2 separate regions of the Danio rerio genome follow, and region 2 is linked to region 1. A link is a contact called in public HiChIP or PLAC-seq data. All regions are on one chromosome and are shown on one strand. Each heading gives the region's core, a stretch centred on a gene start, on an enhancer-like site or on the middle of the called end of the contact. The rest is flanking DNA. Distances are from core to core; before and after follow the strand shown. Region 1 holds the start of parga (poly (ADP-ribose) glycohydrolase a). Region 2 holds the start of slc18a3a (solute carrier family 18 member 3a).

The links. HiChIP or PLAC-seq counts read pairs in DNA pulled down with a chosen protein or histone mark.
Region 2: an H3K4me3 HiChIP or PLAC-seq map of gastrula embryo shows a contact between it and region 1, with 5 times the contacts expected there. The contact joins the promoter of slc18a3a here to the promoter of parga in region 1. A contact is called at or near these places in 3 of 18 Hi-C or Micro-C datasets (caudal fin, embryo and an unstated tissue) and 2 of 4 datasets of contacts at active chromatin or transcription factors (embryo and gastrula embryo).

The regions. Positions count from the first base shown.
Region 1 is chr13:32,679,272-32,681,832 of GRCz12tu, reverse strand. parga (poly (ADP-ribose) glycohydrolase a) reads right to left here and starts at 1,275. Exons shown (of 18, transcript XM_682449.7): 1 at 1,111-1,275.
Region 2 is chr13:32,811,884-32,814,444 of GRCz12tu, reverse strand. slc18a3a (solute carrier family 18 member 3a) reads left to right here and starts at 1,278. Exons shown (of 1, transcript NM_001077550.1): 1 at 1,278-2,561. The coding sequence starts at 1,593.

The sequences.
Region 1 (2,561 bases), core at 26-2,525:
AAAAGTGAAAAATAAAAGTTAGTTACTCATTTCTGCAGGAAAAGAAATCTACAACTAATATCTTCTAGAAACGAAAGGATTGTTACAAAACAAGAATTCTGACATTCCAAAGTTATTTTCTACAACAATAAAAAGAGAAGCAATCGGGGTAAAGTTGGTTTTATATTTGCACATTCAGACTTTCTCCTTAATAGTGTTGTTTTTGAAAAGTATACCTTGCACAGTAAAATCATATTCGCAGCCAAAGACTATCAAAGAACAACATTGATGTTCACAATCAATTAAATAGTGCTAATGTTTTAAAGTCGTATTTAACAAATATTCAAAGTACCATGGTAAACGATATAGGAAGCAAATTCCATAACTTTACATACCCTTAAAAGCATGATCATTGCATATGACACTGGAATGTTTTATATCAAGACATGCATATTTAAAATTGGGGTAAAGTTGGTTTTATATTCGCACATTGGTTCATTTTTTAACAGTGGCAATTTGTTACTTTGAATATTCGATCTGAAATGACATGCAAGTATGACAACATTAACCGTGAACAATATTGATCTTTTGAAAACCAATGATTGCTAATATGACTTTAATCGAATTGAATTTGCTAAGAATACTTTTCTGAAATAAACTTAGAAGGTGAACCTCAATGTATTTGAAAAAGGTATACAGTCAGTTGATTTATTCTGTTGTTGTGAAAGGCTAAGCTAGCTAACTGATAACAAAAGCCAAGTCAGTGTTTGGATGATTTCCAGATTAATATAACGTTATACATTTTAGATTAAAAAATAAATTCAGAATATTATATGTCAGACCTTTCCGATTAACATATTTGTTTCAAGATATCATAACAATCATAACCAAATTAAAAATCATAACAGCTGATGTTAACGTTAAACTACAAATCTCCAGACTGTAGCTGAATTTCACACTCAAAAAAAAAAAAAAAAATCGCGTACATTTTTAAAACATTAAAAGTGACCGCCATTATTATTGCTAGAAAATCAGAAATACTGCTTCAAGACTTCAGGCCGATATTAGTCTACCAGTCAGGCTGCTTTACTGTCAGTCTGCTCGCTTTGATCACGAATCAAACAATCATACTTGCACTCCTGTTCTGCTTTGTCTTCGTGTCGTTGTGCAGCTCACACACATATTCGAGCTCTTTTCCAGCAGACGGGAAAACGGCGCCGACTTATGCAAAGATGTGTCGTATTTATCACACCATCAAAACAGAAAGAAGAACACACACTAAAAATTAAACACACTGAAAGGAGTGCAGAGAAAGGCATCAGTTCCGGGTCGTAGAGCTACTGCTGATTGGATAGTTTCTGGTCACGTGAAAGCTTTAATTTTTTTTGGTGATTTTTTTTGACGTTTTGGTTTAACACTTAACGTTACCTCTTTTCTCGCTGTATAATTGTAATTAATCTGAGCTATTACACACACACACACACACACACATATATATATATATATATATATATATATATATATATATATATATATATATATATATATATATATATATATATATATATATATATATTATATACTTGACTTTACTTTTTTTCTCACCGCCACACTGGTCATTTTCACAAGACAATTTTTTTTTGTTGGAAACTGTATTTTATATACTCAAATTTGACTTTTGCATGCTAAAAGTACTTGAGTAAGAGACGTTTTACTTAATTTGAGTCATTAAAAACCTACAATAGGTTGATATAAAACCAAAACAATACCCTTTCTTGTCTTAGGACCTTTTATTAAGCAAATTTTTGAATAACAGTAAGTTTATGACATGTTAAATATATAGGAAATCTGCTAGTTTTAAACATACAGAATAATAATAAATACAGTTATGTAACAACTATAGGCTAACATTACCGTTATATCTTAGGACATATTTGATTAACTTTTTATTACCTACACCAAATGTTGACTAATGAAGGTACATTTATAACAACTATTTATTTGATAGACTACTGTATTGTCAAACCATGTTGCATACAAATGCATTCAACAGACTTATATGACTTATTGCTGTAGAAGACAAATAAAACAAAAAGAAACAAAGTTTATTTATTTATTTATTTATTTATTTATTTGTCATTCTAAGCTCTTTGGTTTTGCCTCTTGGTCATGTGCACGAGAAAACCGGGCGCCAGGCCATGCCAGTGTTCACTGGATGTTGCTCGGCGGCACATTTCGAGCAACAAACACATAATGTTCTTCGCGATATTGCGTTTAAGTACACAAACCGCAAGGAACTACAGCACAGATGGGCCCGAGTGAAGCTTCACGAAGCGGACTTCGTGAGATTGGCGTGGCTCCACTCGTATCGTCGGTACTGAACTCACCTTGGTCAAGTACAAACAGCAACACCGAGCGAACTGACAACGCTGAGAGAACCGACAACCTTTATAGGAATGCAGATGCAAATTTTTACAAGACACGTCACTGATGTCTCGTTGTCATGGTGAGCGCTGAAGAGGGCTCACCTCATTGGAGCAGACAGACTCGGGAATTTGCGTCACGGCGAGCTGCGGTCTGCT
Region 2 (2,561 bases), core at 29-2,528, 130 kb before region 1:
AAAAATGACAAAGCTTATTCCTGTCACTGCTACCTTGAATGCTTGAAGACAAATCTCCCGTTTACGGCCGATCAATCTCTGCTTTAAAGGATTTGGAGCTGTCCAGCGCGCGGTGGTGCTGAAATTCAATAAGCGCCACTGATTACCACACCATGGTTTTAACACAATAAATATAACATTAAGTGAAGCAAATTATTGCTACTCTATAAATAAAATGCTAATTATAATATATACTAAAATATATGCTATCCTGTAATGATATTTAAGATGTTGCACATTAAAAAAACGCATTTTAAAAATGCGTTTATACACAACTAAATGGATAGTTCACCCAAAAAGGAACATTTACTCACCCTCAAATGGTTCTAAACTTTATAAAAGTTTCTTTATTCTGCTAGATACTAAAAGGTTATTTTGGATAAAAAAAAAGCTGAAACCTGTAACCACAGACTTCTTTAGTAGGAAAAACAATAATGAATGTCAATGGTTACAGGCTTTCAGCTTTTTTAAAGTATGAAGGTTTTTAAAGTGAAGAGAGGGGCAATGATGAAAGAAAATGTCATTTTTGGGTGAAGTATCCCTTAAAGTATGTAATCTTAATCATAAAAAGCATTTGATAAGACACTAAACTCGTTAATACTTGCGCGGCTTAGTTACTACAATTTAGTTCAAATAAGCACTTATAAAGGTAGATCACGCTGTATGTGGGACACTTTTCTTTTTCTTTTTCTTCCCCCTTTGCTTTCCAACTGAAATCTAAATCATTGTGAAAACACAATCGGAGAATAATACAGCTAACCTATCTGTAAAAATAGTTTTTAGCATAACTGTCCAAAGTGTTTCTTAAAACAAATGATCGCGTATGGCGTTTCAAAACAAACAACGGCAATCAATAAGTTCTCATTCAGCCGGTGAGGTCTTACTGAGCACCACTTGCAGACACCTTCCTCACAGTCAGCATATCTGTCGAGCTCAATGACTTAAGGTTTGTGGTCCTAAGCAGTTACAGAAGCTCGCTCAATATCTGAAAGTTATAAAGCAAGGCTTGGCGTTACTGGGTAGGAGCTTGACGTGTTAAATGAGCATAAAAGACCCAGCTGGTTGGGGGAACCACTTGAGGGGCCAGCAAACAGTGCATCACATCCTTGGGAAAAAAGAGAGGAGTGATTCCAATGGAATCAACATGTAAGCGCATCTGCATTGGGTGGCATCAATAAGAAGACGGCTGAGGGGAAATGATGACACTGCGCTACAGGTGAATTCATCCATTGACGCTCATTCAGGCTCCGCGCGTCCAGCCACAATGACAGCGTGAAGAAGGAGGGAAAGCGAGAAGGCTATTTTTTGACCTGACTGTGAGTTTTTGACCCGAATACGATGAAACAACACTGCGTGGCAGCAGTCGCGAGAGAGGAAATGCACGCGCAAAGAAGGACTGCAAGGTAAAGCAGGAAAAGTTGCTCTGCGCGCCGAGGCTTCACTATTCAGTGAGTGCTGGGCAACCCGGTGCGCGCAGACTTTCTCGGGGAGAGAAGCACAGCGTAGAAGCGAGTTAAGAGCATTTTTCCTGAAGCGACCAAAGTGTGTGGATCATGGCTACGGAGGAATCAGGTGGCTTGGCGCAAACCGCCGCCGTTAAACTTTCGGAGATGGGGGAAAGAACTAAACAGTTAGGAAATGCGATCCAGGACCCCGAGCGACAAAGAAGGATTATTCTAGTCATTGTGTGCGTGGCACTTCTGCTAGACAATATGCTTTACATGGTCATCGTGCCAATTGTGCCCGACTACTTAGCGCACTTAGAGAGCGAATCGGAGCAGGCGCATGTAAAAGGTAATTCCTCAATTAACATCACGCAAAACGAGAACTTTGACCTGCAGATCGGCGTGCTTTTCGCTTCAAAAGCCATTTTGCAGCTCCTTGTCAATCCTTTGACTGGAACTTTCATAGACCGAGTCGGCTACGACATCCCACTTTTAATTGGACTCAGTATCATGTTCGTCTCAACGTGCATTTTTGCCTTCGCCGAGAACTACGCGACCCTGTTCATGGCGCGCAGTCTGCAAGGGCTCGGCTCGGCGTTCGCAGACACTTCAGGAATTGCCATGATCGCGGACAAGTACGCGGAGGAGTCGGAGAGGAGTCGCGCGCTGGGCATTGCCCTCGCCTTCATCTCCTTCGGAAGCCTGGCGGCTCCCCCGTTTGGAGGGGTACTGTATGAGTTCGCGGGCAAACGCTTCCCGTTCATTGCGCTCGCATGTGTGTGTTTGGCAGACGGTATACTATGCCTGACTGTGCTCAAGCCCTTTTCCAGTAGGACTAGAGAGAACATGCCGGTCGGCACCCCAATTTACAAACTAATGATCGACCCGTACATAGCGGTCGTGGCAGGAGCTTTGACCACATGTAACATTCCCCTTGCTTTTCTGGAGCCCACCATCGCAAACTGGATGGAAGAGACCATGAATGCATCCCAATGGCAGATCGGGATCACCTGGCTGCCAGCCTTCTTCCCTCACATATTAGGCGTTTATCTCACTGTCAAGCTGGCAGCAAAGTAT